Regions from separate parts of the Mus musculus genome. Here region 2 is linked to region 1. Evidence: chromatin contacts called from public HiChIP or PLAC-seq data. All regions are on one chromosome and are shown on one strand. The core of a region is the stretch at or near the end of the contact, and the rest is flanking DNA. Distances in the headings are between cores, read along the strand shown.

The links. HiChIP or PLAC-seq counts read pairs in DNA pulled down with a chosen protein or histone mark.
Region 2: an H3K27ac HiChIP or PLAC-seq map of embryonic stem cells shows a contact between it and region 1, with 5 read pairs. The contact joins two enhancer-like sites. A contact is called at or near these places in 5 of 484 Hi-C or Micro-C datasets (all in embryonic stem cells), 4 of 115 datasets of contacts at active chromatin or transcription factors (all in embryonic stem cells) and 1 of 9 other capture datasets (embryonic stem cells).

Annotation. Positions count from the first base shown.
Region 1 is chr1:119,353,313-119,360,517 of GRCm38.p6, forward strand. No RefSeq gene overlaps it. Among named protein-coding and RNA genes, the nearest start is that of Gm33388, 51 kb to the left of the region's middle. Within about 2 kb of position 3,794, at least 2 of the 459 cell types and tissues checked have an H3K27ac peak or open chromatin away from gene starts, as enhancers often do. A contact at or near this core is called in embryonic stem cells, where this site is marked.
Region 2 is chr1:119,496,817-119,504,021 of GRCm38.p6, forward strand. The region is part of intron 1 of Ralb (v-ral simian leukemia viral oncogene B); the gene reads right to left. It also overlaps the pseudogene Gm29454. Among named protein-coding and RNA genes, the nearest start is that of Ralb, 4.4 kb to the right of the region's middle. Within about 2 kb of position 2,820, at least 46 of the 459 cell types and tissues checked have an H3K27ac peak or open chromatin away from gene starts, as enhancers often do. A contact at or near this core is called in embryonic stem cells, where this site is marked.

The sequences.
Region 1 (7,205 bases), core at 2,544-5,043:
GTGTTTATTGTAGTTCTTTTATAAATTGTAGAATTCTGAGAAGAAACGTCCCAAGATGGGAAAGATGCTACAGATCTCTTGAAGTCTGGGATGGAGTTTGAACATTATACAATGCCATTTCTAGAACCTTCTATTGATCAAAAAGTAGCCAATTTCTAAGAGGAGAGAAAATAGAATTATCATCATTATGATCATCATCGTCATCATCATTGTCATCATTATTTGTGTGTATTATAGTATGTGTGTGGTATACTTGCATGTGTATTTGCAAGTATTAAATCCACCCATGGGCATAGACCAGAGAAGGACATCAGGTGTCCTAGCCTATCTCTCTCTGCCTTACTTCACTGGGACATGATTTCTTACTGTTAGGCTGGCATCCAGCAAGCTCTACCACTTCTCCATGACTCTGAAGTTACAGTTGTGTGGCTTTATATGCCCAGATTTATATGTGAGTGCTTGGGATTTGAACTCAAATCCTCATGCTTGTGTAGCAAGGGCTCTTACCCACTTTGCCATCTCTCAGCCCCAGCCTCCATCTTTTGATGGGAATAATAGCAAAGACCTTTCATCCACTATTTAGTAGATCATGGTGGATGCTGTGTATGTGTGTGTGTGTATATGTGTGTGTCTGTTTTCATATACATATACAAGTACTAGACTAGCTGTTCAAAGAGTACCAGGAATCCACCTGCCTCCACCACACACACACACACACACACACACACACACACACACACACACACACACGCCAGCACTGAGATTGCAAGTGTGCACCACACTCTGCTTCTTTTAGTGGGTCCTGAGAATCAAACTCAATCCTCAATGCTTCCAAAGCTCGTATGTCACCAACTGACCCATTTCCCCAGTCCAGATGTCATCATTCTTATCCATACACATCTCTGTCCAGGATCCATGGGCTTAATTGGCCAAATTACAACATGACTGAGGATTAAAGACCATTGGTTCACTTGGTTATTGTGATAGAGAGCTTTTAACTTTCAGTTTAACACAACCTAGAATCACCTAGGGAAAATGTTTTTAATGGATGCAACTAAATTGGTTGAGGACTTATATAGATCAGTTTGGCTGTGACCATGTCTATGAAAGAATGTCTTTGCTATCAATTGACATAGGAAGATTCAGCCCACTGTGAAGGGTACCATTCCCTAGGCAAGGAGACCAGAGCAGCATAAAGAGGAGAATACTGGCTGAAATCAAGCAATCAAGCACTTGTTCACTCTCAGATAATTTGTTATTTTGGTTTTTTACATTGGGTCTTACTATATAGTCCTGGCTGGCCTATAACTCTATATAGACCAAAATAGCCTTGAACTCGTAGAGATCTGCCAAGCCCAGTCTGTTATGGGAGGATGGTAGGCCACCCAGTGAACTAGAAAGAGACAGCTTTTGAGTTTCAACCCCAACTCTCACTCAGCATCCAGCCCCAGTGGGTGCTCATGGGCTCTGGGGTAAAGAGGTCAATCCAATCTCATCTTGAACTCCCATCCAGAAACCTCATGGTGGCTCACAGTTGACTGCAACTCCAACTACAGGGAATCTGACACCCTTATCTAGTCTCTGTGGGCCCCAGGCATGTATGTACACAATATAACACACACTCTCTGACAGCTGACCCCACAGTAATCTCTGTTCGTGGCCACTCAGCTGATAGACTGGGGTCTCACAGGAGATCAGGGAGAAGGCTGTTTCCCTGAGAATAGGAACCGTCTTTGGGTGACACAGACCTGGCACACGTACAAGACTCCAGAAATGCAATATGGGAGCTGAAGAGACTTCAGTAGCTCAAAGCCCTTGCTGCTCTTTCAGAGGACCTGAGCTTCATTAGCTGGCTCACAACCACTTTTTGGTCCAGCTTCAGGGGATCCAATGCCCTCTTCTGGCTTCTGCGGGCACTGACACACGTGTGACAGGCACATACAGCCCCACATGCAGACATAAAGAAAAGAAACTTTTTAAAAGTACGTCAGAGTGAAGTTCAGTTCCATTGACGTAGGAAGGCTGCCCTACTCTGTGGGATGGTGAGATGGACGTGACTCCAACGTTCCCAGAGGCCTGGATCTGCCCGGGCCTGAGGCCAGTTTCCGGCCTGACAAGGACAGGGTGGATGCTATGCCGGCTTTGCTACAATCTGTAGATTTTTGTCTCGCTTCCCTGGGGATTGTCCCGAACAACCTGGCCCGTGGTCGGGGGAGGAAAGGGCAACAGTCTCTCTAGTCACCCTCCCTTGGCTTCCCCAGTCTACTGATTGCCTTGGCCACAGTGGTGGGAACCCCTGCAGCCTTGCTCTCCCAGCAGGAGAAAGCACAGCATCTGCCCTCTCCCAGCCCAGCCCCAGCCTTGTTGAAACTGTTGTGGATCTCTGTCTTGGCAGCTGGGATTTCAGGTGTGGACCTGAGGAAAGCGTGTGGAGACTGGGCCTGGAAGGAAGGTCACCTGGAGCTCCTCACTTTAGAAGTGGTGTAACAGGGATGGGAGGGAGCTGGGTGGAATGTACTGGCTAAGATAGGAAACTTAGTGCACCTCGGGAATGTCCCCCAGCTGCGCCATGCACTTGCAGTGTGACCTAGGCACATCATTTCAACTTTCTGGACCTAGTTTTGTATTGGAAAATGAATTTGGTCTCAAGCTTAAAGAGATCATTGGGGAAGAAGGGCTGAGGATGTGGCTCAGTTGGTAGAGTGGTTTCCTGATGCTCACTGGGCCCTAGGTGCAATGGCCAGCACAGCATAAACTAGGTGTAGTATCACACAAATACAATCCCAGCACTCAGGACATAGAGGCAGGAAGATCAGGAGGAGTTCAAGGTCATCTCTAGTTACACAGTGAGTTTGAGGCCGTCCTGGGCTATATTATGTCTTGGCTCAAAATCAAAAAACAGTAAAGAGATTGGGGCTGGGGAAGTAGCTTAGCAATTAAGACTTTATACTAAACTTGCAGAGGACCCAAGTTCAGTTTCCAGGACTGGTGCTGGCAGCTCACCACTGCCTGTAACTCCAGGTCCAGAAGACCTTATATGATACCCTCTTCTGGCATCTGAGAACACCAGCACTCACATATACAAACACATACACACGTAATTAAAAAAACAAAAATAAAATCTCTTTTGAAAAAGCATGCATCAGTAATTATAGTAACCACTAACAACACGATAAAGACTATGAATAAGATTAAGCTAAACAATGTCTACCAAAATATAAAAAATAAAAACTGTCATAGGAAAGTGTCTTTGTTGGGGTTTTACTGCTGTGAACAGACACCATGACCAAGGCAAGTCTTATAAATGACATTTAATTGGGGCTGGCTTACAGGTTCAGAGATTCAATCCATTATCATCAAGGTGAGAGCATGGCAGCATCCAGGCAGGCATGGTACAGGATGAGCTGAGAGTTCTACATCTTCATCTGAAGGCTGCTGGTAGAAGACTCACTTCCAGGCAGCTAGGATGAGGGTCTTAAAGCCCAGACCCACAGTGTCACACCTACTTCAATAAGGCCACTCTTTCTAATAGTGCCACACCCTGGGCCGGGCATATACAAACCATCAGCAAAAGTGTTATAGTTTGCTTTCTGTGGCTATGATAAAATACTATAACAACAACAACAACAACAAAACCCTTGGGGAGGGAAGGATTTACTTAGCTTACACTTTTGTATCATCATCCATCAATGAGAGAAGTCAGGGAAGAAGCTCACAGCAGGAGCCTGGAGGAAGGAGCTGAAGCAGCAGCTTGGATGAGATGGATGAGCACTGTACAGCTTGCTCTTTGGGCTTGCCCCACTGGCTTTCTTATTCACCCAGGACTAGTTGCACAAGGGCAGCACCACCCATTGTTTCCTGAGCCTCCCACATCCATTATTAATCAAGAAAATGCCCTACAGAGTTGCCTACAGCCACTCTAACTGACACGTTGTTTTTTCAGTTAAGTTTTTTTTCCCAGATTACTCTAGCTTGTGTCAAGTTGACAGACAAAAAAAAAAAAAAAAACAGTACAAAGACCCCTTGTCAATTTGACACACCAGTCATCACTATTGAGCCATAATCTTTCCTCTCTTGTTTATCCCCAATATGTCATATTAATATCAATATCACAATATAAAAATAGCATACCTTTAAAAGTCCCATAGTCTTTAAAAATTTAAACATGTTAAAAATCAGTCTCTTTAAAATATTCAGTCTTGGGGCTGGAGAAATGGCTCAGGGTCTAAGAGCACTTGTTGATCTTGCAAAGGTCACCTAAATTTGGCTTCCAGAACCCTTACGGTGGCTCACAGTCATCTGCAACTCCAGCTGCAAGAAATCTGACATCCTTATCGAGTCTCTGTTGGCACCAGGCATGTATACAATATAACATACATGCAGGCAAAACACTCTACACATAAAATAAAATAAATCATATGTACATACATATGTCATACATGTATACATATATATGTATACATATGTGCATACACACATACACATGTAGACATACATATATGCCCATATTCACACATACACACCTATATATACATGTACACATATGCACATATACATATATACATGCACATACACATACATGTATACATGTATGTGTATGTACATGTATGTGTGTGTGATATATATCCTCTTTCAAAGTCTCTTTTAAAGTTTTCTCATCTGTGGACTTCTATAAAAAAGAAGTCATGCACTTTGTTACTATAAGAAGAAGAAACCAGGGCACAGTTACAATCAAATGACAGCAAAACCCAGCTCCAACAACATTGTGGATATCTTAATGTATGATGTCTTGTAGTCATGATCTTCTGGCTCCAGCTCTGCTCTTTGCAACACATAGTTTATCTCATAGCTCAGGCCAACCCCACACCAGGGCTGCTGTTGTCCTTGACGGTCACCCCAGGATGCTGGTGTGACCAACATGCTGAGTTCTCCTCTGGAAATGAGGCTGCTCCACCCCACCACCACCCCCCAACCAATGGCTTCCCCTGTTCTCCTTTCAGAGACTCTGACTCTTACACATGGTGCCAAGCACCAGTGTCTCTCAATGACCCTTTCAGTCCTGGGGTTTCTACTGCAGCTGAGCCTGCACTGTCCCAATGGCTTCTCACAGTGCTAAGCCTCAGCTTCTCTCCATAAGCCCCTCATGACTTCAAAACCAGTACCACCTAGATGACTCTTTATACAATCACCAAATTTGGCTGCCCCCATAAGAATCACCCCTGGCCTCCTCTGGACCATGGCTTCTGAGTGCTGATTCTTAGAAAATACTCCCAGGTTTCACCTCAATAATGCTGGGCTCTTCTTCTTAATCACAGCTGATTTCTCAGCTTCAGCTAACCGGCATCAATTGTTCCCATAGCCAGCATGAGCTATTTTGTGGGTTCTTCTTTCTTCCACCCTTCTCCACCCCTTTTTCCACCCTTTCAACCCCCAAACACTAGGTAGGAGAGGACTGGGAGGGGGGACAGAATAGAAGGGAAAGGGGATTGATGTTATCATAAGATTACTTCCTGCTGATTTGAGGCATTGAGTTCCTTGGAGCAAGTTTGATCTTTGCTGTCAGGATATCTAATTTCTTCTTGTTGTTTCTTCTTTACACATAACTACCTAACAAACCACAACCAACAACAACCAACAACCCACAACGCCTCTTGGGGCCCTAGCATTTATATACCTTCTGAACAGTCCCCAGAATTCCCAATGTCACACAATTACAGAAACTATCTGCTGCTGGCAAAGTCACACCCCTGCTAGAGCGTAAGGCAAATCACAGTCATCTGTTGTGAATATTCTGAAGCAGTCTTATATACCACACATGGGATTGAAATGAAAACATTCTTATAATATTTCTGTATTTTTTAATTTTTATTAGGTATTTTCCTCGTTTACATTTCCAATGCTATCCCAAAAGTCCCCCATACACTCCCCCCCCACTCCCCTACCCACCCACTCCCACTTTTTGGCCCTGGCATTCCCCTGTACTGGGGCATATAAAGTTTGAATGTCCAATGGGCCTCTCTTTTCAGTGATGGCCGACTAGGCCATCTTTTGATACATATGCAGCTAGAGTCAAGAGCTCCGGAGTACTGATTAGTTCATAATGTTGTTCCACCTATAGGGTTGCAGATCCCTTTAGCTCCTTGGGTACTTTCTCTAGCTCCTCCATTGGGGGCCCTGTGATCCATCCAATAGCTGACTGTGAGCATCCACTTCTGTGTTTGCTAGGCCCAGGCATAGTCTCACAAGAGAGAGCTCTATCTGGGTCCTTTCAGCAAAATCTTGCTAGTGTATACAATGGTGTCAGCGTTTGGAAGCTGATTATGGGATGGATCCCCGGATATAGCAGTCTCTAGATGGTCCATCCTTTCGTCACAGCTCCAAACATTGTCTCTGTAGCTCCTTCCATGGGTGTTTTGTTCCCAATTCTAAGAAGGGGCAAAGTGTCCACACTTTGGTCTTCGTACTTCTTGAGTTTCATGCGTTTAGCAAATTGTATCTTATATCTTGGGTATCCTAAGTTTCTGGGCTAATATCCACTTATCATTGAGTACATATTGTGTGAGTTCCTTTGTGATTGTGTTACCTCACTCAGGATGATGCCCTCCAGGTCCATCCATTTGCCTAAGAATTTCATAAATTCATTCTTTTTAATAGCTGAGTAGTACTCCATTGTGTAGATGTACCACATTTTCTGTATCCATTCCTCTGTTGAGGGGCATCTGGGTTCTTTCCAGCATCTGGCTATTATAAATAAGGCTGCTATGAACATAGTGGAGCATGTGTCCTTCTTACCGGTTGGGACACCTTCTGGATATATGCCCAGGAGAGGTATTGCGGGATCCTCTGGTATTACTATGTCCAATTTTCTAAGGAACCGCCAGACTGATTTCCAGAGTGGTTGTACAAGCTTGCAATCCCACCAACAATGGAGGAGTCTTCCTCTTTCTCCACATCCTCGCCAGCATCTGCTGTCACCTGAATTTTTGATCTTAGCCATTCTGACTGGTGTGAGGTGAAATCTTAGGGTTGTTTTGATTTGCATTTCCCTGATGATTAAAGATGTTGAACATTTTTTTCAGGTGCTTCTCTGCCATTTGGTAGTCCTCAGGTAAGAATTCTTTGTTTAGCTCTGAGCCCCATTTTTAATGGGGTTATTTGATTTTCTGGAGCCCACCTTCTTGAGTTCTTTATATATATTGGATATT
Region 2 (7,205 bases), core at 1,570-4,069, 140 kb after region 1:
TTCCTCCTGCAAAGACCAACTCTACCCCTCACCCCAACTACCTGTACTAGCATTCTGGCTGGAGAAGGAATTCAAGAGAAAGGAAAATCACATAACCAGTCTCATGTGGCATTTAAAACCACGAACCAGGATCATCAATCGCTCCCCTCCGAGGCTCCGCTGCCCTGCTGCTCCCACTTGACAATGCCCATCCTTCTAGACTGCAGAGCTCATGTTCCCCAGGGCCTATCTCTTCTCTAAGGTTTTCTCCCGGCTGAGGCTCAGGCTGTCACGTTTCTCACTCCTCCACAGTCTCCCTGGGCTGAGCACATCTATCCAAGTGGCTTCCTGTGTCTCCTCAAACTGGAGGACAGAGGCCAGGCCCCTCTGTCTTCCTCACCCCACTGGCTGTCTTGCAGGGATTTCAAATTCAACAGTCCCCAAATAGATCTCTCCACTCTTCGTCCCTCTACCCTAAAGTCTGATCCTTGTTGCCAAGCCTGACATCCTGGGAAGCGCATGGAGGAAGGACAGCTCCTACTTGTGAAAGCTGTCCTGTGAGTGTGCAAGTGTGTACTCACAAACACACACAAGTCAAACAGACAAGCAAATACATAAGTAGTATCCTAGTTAGCTTTAACTACCAATTTAACACAGCTCCGAAGGGAGTCTCCATTGAGGGCTTTGGCCTGCGGACAAGTCTGTAGAGGACTGTCTGCATTGTTATTTGATGTAGGAGGACCCAGCCCACTGTGGACGGCTCCATTCCCAGTGCAGTTGGCCCTGGGTGATCACCAAGCAGTGTGCTCCACGGTTTCTGCTGTACTTCCTTGTCAGTGAGTGCATTCTTTGCTTAAAGACAGAATGGCAAGCCAGCCAGCCTTCCAGTTCATTCTAGAGTCCCTGCCCTTGCTTCCCTCAAAGCTAAACAAACCCTTTCTTCCCCAAGCTACTGTGGTCTAGGTGTTTTATCACAACAATGGAAAGAAATCAGAATGAACGCACTCCTAATCTACCTGCCCCACCCCCACAATAGCAACACAAGCCCCTAGGAGTGCAGACATCACTAGTCAAGCCAGACCAGGTGATCATCCCAGATCCCCTTGTTTCTCCCCAGCTCTACTCACTCTTTCTCCTGGCTCTTATCTCTAATGGACCTTTTCCCTCTACCCATCTTCCATTTTCTCTGCCACAACCAGGTTAGAACAACCAGCCACAGCTGCCAGACCCCTTGTGGCACCTCAGCCACTTCAAGCCACTGTTCACTCTGTTTGTATGTGTGTGTGTGTGTGTGTGTGTGTGTGTGTGTGTGTGTGTGTGTGTGTACACATGGAGGCCAGAGGTCAACATAAGTTATATTCCTCAATTATATTCTGCCTTTTATATTTTTTCCTGAGACAGGGTATCATGGAGCCCAGGCTACCCTTGAACTCTCTCTACAGCTAAGGACAACTGTCAGCTCCTGATGCTCCTTTTGGCTCTACCTCAGATTTGGGGTTATGAGTATGCATCTTCATAACTGATTTTCTGTGATGCTGTGGACGGAGCCCAGGGCTTCAGGCACTCTAGGCAGGCACAGGGTCTCCCACTGGCCTGGAGTTCACTGCTCAGGCTAGATCGGCTGAGCAAGCCCCAGGGGAAGCGCCTGTGTGCACCTCTCCAGCACTGAGATTACAAACTCAAGCTGCCACAGTTCTGTTTTGCTTTGTGTTAGCATGGGTCCGGGGGAACAAGCCTGGGCACTTGTGCTTGCATTCCAAGACCTCACCAATTGAGCCATCTCCCCAGTCCATGTGAACTTTCTACATCAGTAAATGTAGCAGCCCAATGGCTTACCACTGATACCATCTAGCCCCTTTTCTGAACAGGCCCATAAACCTTTGCCCAGTGGCCCTGCCTCTCTCAGCTGCTATGCTCAGCACTTCCTACCTACTGCCTCTCTCTGCAGGGAGGAAGGAAGTCCTGAAGCAAAAGGAAGCAAGGTCCAGTCAAGACTCTGCAGACAGGGCTGCAAATATGGTCAAGCTAGCTGAGTGCTTGCCTCGTGTGCTTAAAGCCTTGGGTTTTGTTCCCCGAACCACACAAAGCTGGTTTGGTACGTACACCTCTGTAATCGCACCCGTGGGACGGGGATACAAGAGAATCAGGGATTGAAGGCTGTCTTCAACTACACACAGAGTTCAAGGACAGTCTTAGCTACATGACACCCAGTCTCAAAGAACAGAAGTAGCAGACTGACTTTGTAGTCATGCAGTAGAGAGAGGCGGAGCCTGTGTGAGGTAAGACCAGAAGAAGGGGGCTGGGAAGATACTACAGTGGATAAAGCACAGGCCGTGCGGTGTGAAGCTCTGGCTTCAGATCCCCAGGACCCATGGAAACAGTGTAGTGATCTCTCTATAATCCCAACAGAAGAGGCAGAGACAGGACAATCCTTGGGACTCACTGGCCAGCCTGTCTAACAGAATGGGCAAGCCTCAGCTTCAATTGGAGACCACATCTCAAATCGGAAGGTGGCCGGGCATAGCGTTTAACATCTTTAATCCAGTATCTGAGAGGCGGAGGCAGGAGGACCTCTGAGAGCGGCAGGCCAGCCTGCTCTATATAATGATGCCTCTGTTTGCACTACCTCAGATTGGGGATTACACAGTGAGACCCTGTCTCAAAAATAAAATTAAAGACTCCTCATCACCATGAATGTCCTGGCAGGTGCTCTCAAGAGCACCAAAAATGCTGAGAAGAGAGGCAAACGCCGGGTCCTCATCAGGCCATGTGTCAAAGCCATCGTTCGGTTCCTAACTGTGATGATGAAGCACGGTCACATGGTGAGTTTGCATCACTGATGATCACAGAGCTGGGAAAATCAATGTGAACCCTCACGGGCAGGTTGAGCAAGTGTAGCGCGATCAGCCCTAGGTTTGATCTGCAACTCAAACACCTAGAGAAATGGCAGAACAATCTGTGTCCACGCTGTCAGTTTGGTTTCCTTGTGCTGACAACCCCAGCTAGCATCAGGGACCACAAAGAAGCGAGACCAAAACACACAGGAGGGAGACCCCTGGGGTCCTTTCTCTAGAGGTGCAAAGCTCAAACAGAAAAGCCTCCGTAGACTATAAAATAAAATAAAATAGAATTAAAATTTAAAAAGTAATTAGGCGGAAGAACAGGTGAGACGGCTCAGCAGAGGAAGGTGAAACCGCCAAGCCTGGCAGCCCAGGTTCTATCTCTGGGAACCACATGGTTGGAGAGAGAGAGTCCATGTTGTCCTCTGAGCTCCACACATGTGTGCATACAATCTCCACACACACGAACTGATAATCATTTTCAGCTGCTCACCATGGAGATCAAAGATCACTTTATCAACATTTTTTTTTTTTTTGCCCACCAACTTGTTTTAGAGTTGATCTAAAAGAATCTCTGTGTTCTATTTGGTTTGGGGAACAGTAAGATTTAAATTTCTAATTTCTAAAGCGACTGCATATTTGGCTGATTAATTCTAGTGTCTAACGACAAAGAACCAGAAGAAAGAACATGAAATTTCAAGTATACCATGGAAGTTTCTAGAACAGCAGGAACCCAAGATGTGTCTTTATCCTCTACAGTACCCACATGCTTTGGAAGGCACCCCAACAAAAACCACCTCAATAGTGTCTAGTCTAAAGAGTGCTTATAAAGAAGCTAGGTAAGGTGGTATACGCCGTTAATCCTATGCTTAAAAGGCAGAGGCAGGTGGATCTCTGTAACTCAGAGGTCAGCCTGGTCTACATAGTGAGTTCCCAGGATAGCCAGGGCTACATGAGAGACCTTTCTCAAAACAAAAACACACAAACAGAAAACCTTTTAAAAGAAAAAAAAAAGTTGGAAGCTAGTCTTGGAGAAGGCCTGTGGCAGTCTGGATGTGACTCAGTTGTGGAATGTGAGGCTAGCACGCATGAAGTCCCGGTTCAATCCTCAGCACTGCCTAAACCACGTATAGAGGTGTGCGCTTGTTATCCCAGCACTGAGTGCGTAGAGGAAGGAGGACCAGAAGCTCACAGGAGTGCAGGGAGCAATGGATTAGTGGTAAGAGAGCTGGTTGCTCTTCCAGAGGACTTGGGTTCGGTTCCCAGCACCCATACAGTGACTCAAATCCACCTCTCTCACCTCAAGGGAACTGGAGGGAACCTCAAGCAAGGGTTCTGACCTCTTCTGACTCCTGCACACATGGGACACATAAACAGACACAGGCACATACATACACATAAAAATACATGTAGAATTAAATTTCAAAAAAAGAAAATTTCTTGCCCATCTAACAGCAGTAGATTAGAAGTAATTGTCAACACATAATTCTCTCTCTCTCTCTCTCTCTCTCTCTCTCACACACACACACACACAAGGGACTCCTGTGCTAGTGAGAAATATAGGGCATGGGTTCTTGTGTTTATTTTGTCTTACTGGAGACCTTCCCAGTTCACAAAGTTCCAATGGAATAGCTCTGCTTGTTATTACGTTTCCAACTGCAGCTTCAGACAAGGTCTCCAATGGTTCCCACGTTCAGAAATGAGATGAATGGGGAAGTTTGGTCACAGACTCCAGAGAGGTTTGCCATGATGGAACAACACAGCACAAACTCCCGGGGTTCAAACTTGTTATGGAGCCTTAAGTCATTGTTCCCAAGGCCTTCAAGTTCCTAAGAACTTCAAGGCAACAGTGACGATATTTCTCTTCCACTCTTTGTGTCTGAGTCGACACAGGCGTGCATGCACATCTGTTTGTGCCGTGGGTGCTCTGCACACGTGTGCACATGCACGGTGAGGCTGAAGCTGATGTCAAGAATCATCCTTAAGAAAACCCGTGGCTCACTGGTATGGCAAGACTCGAGAGCTAGCCCACTTTCTCCAGAGATCCCGTCTCCACCTTTGTGTGCTGGAGTTACAGACAGGCTGCCATCCCACCAGGCATTTATTTGGGCTCTGGGGATCCAAGCTCCAGTCCTTCCTTACACTTGTAAGGCAACTGCTTTAAGCACAGAGCCATCTCCGTGGCCTAAGAATTAAAAAATCTCCATCCCCAGCACCAAAGCAACCAAACAGACAAAACATCAAGAACCAGCCCCGAGTACACCTCTAATTCCTCCACCATTAAACATTCACGAGAAACTCTCCAGACTCCATTTAAGGTTCCAATTCTCATGTTTCTATCTTTACGTGTCTAGGTCCTATTTTCCAAAAGCTATCTAGTAACTCACACCCACACTTTCCTGGAACAACATCTCCTCGGGCACAGTAAAACCTCGCTGGGATCTCAGATAAGAGCAGCCGTGCTGTTTCCAGTGGGAAGTAACTGGAAAGGAAGGGGAGGAGCTGGGGAGCAACCCTGGGGATGGGGGCTGCTTAGTCGTGCACAAGGCACTGTCCAACTCCTAGAACATTGTAGTGTGTTTGTGTGTGTGTGTGTGTGTGTGTGTGTGTGGTGTGTACATACACATTGCGCACAAAAATAAAAATTCTGAGGAGGGGGCTAGAGAGATGGCTCAGTGGTTAAGAGCACTGATTGCTCTTCCAGAGGTCCTGAGTTCAATTCCCAGCAACCACATGGTGGCTCATAACCATCTGTAATGGGATCCGATGCCCTCTTCTGATGTGTCTGAAGACAGCTATAATATGTTCATATACATGAAATAAATAAATAAATCTTAAAAAAATAAAATAAAAAGACTCTGAGGAGGTCAGAATCAACAGAGCACCTACAGGGCCCACACCGCAGCTGGTTTCCCCTAACGTTAGTTTCCTGTGAGTGGGACAGACTTAAGACCCCACTTAAAAAGAAAGAGAAAAGCTCCCACGCCAAGAGAGTGCTTAGTGGAGAGAGGGGCTTGCCACACAAGCCTGACAACCAGTTTGGTTCTGAAAATTAAAAGAGGAAGGAAAAGAAAAACTCTACAAAGCATCCTCTGTCTGCCACATGTGTGCATAGCATGCGTGCGTGCGCGCGCGCACGCGCGCACACACACACACACACACACACACACACACACACACACACACCATAAGTAACCTGGTGGGGGCTGGGGAGACGGCTCAGCAATTAGGAGCATCTGCTACTCCTCCAGAGGCCTGCTTGGTTCCCAGGGCCCATGCAGGGCAGCTCACAACAGTTTGTAACTCCAGCTCCAGGGAATCCCAGCCACGCCCTCTTCTGGCTTCCAAGGGTTCCTGTCCCACACATATGCACACATAAAAATAAATCTAAAAAATACAAACATATATACAGATATTTGCATAGTCACATGTAAATAAAATTACAAGAATGCATACACATACACATATATACTCATACACTCATGCACACACACACACACATCACAGCTTCAGCAGGGGGGCATTTCATGGAATCCTAGAACCATGCCCACTCCCACACCTTAAACACTGCCTACTGGATTGGAAGCTGACAGTGGGGGTGGGCAGCCAACTCTTTCAGAGCTCAGAGAAGACAAAGGGCCTCCTCTAGACCACGGCACTAAGAAAATTCCAGAACCAGGCTGGGGATTTGGCTCTGCTGGTAGAGTTCTTGGGCATATAGGAAGCCCAGAGTTCCAGCCCCACCACTGCATGGACCAGGCATGGTAGAATACAGTTATCACAACACTCAAGGGGTAGAGGCAGGAACGTCACATGTTCAAGGTCACTCTAGCTATCTATCAAGTTCCAGGCCAGCCTGCGCTACAAAAGATCATGTCTCATACACACAAAGTTCCAAAACCAGGATCAACCTTGGCTCACACCTCCTTCTCAATATTCAGCACCTCCCTTTATGGCTCTCACAATTTCACCACCTCAATCCAGGCTTAAGCGGCGCCACTTTGACATGTTCTGAGACTTAACATGTAAGATTCTTGCTCTGATTAAAACTATCTTCACTTGGCACATCCAAAGCACACTCCCTGCCCCTCTGAGGATAAGCCTTGATCATTCAATAAACCCAAACTTAAGAAAGGTGGTTAGGAAATGAAAGCAGAGCCAGAGCGAGAGGATCTCTGTTCTTCAGGGATTGAAGGCAAGTGAGGGTAAGAACTATCAGTCCATTCCAGACCCTCTTCCAGAACACCCTGGTAACACCAATCCCTAGATTCCAGGATTCACTTGGAAATGAACTCTAGGAAAAAGGACCCTGCTGTGGGTGCCGCGCCCTCTGGGGACACTCAAGTCTGGGCCACAAGCAAGTCTGAGCCACGAGCTGACTTGGCT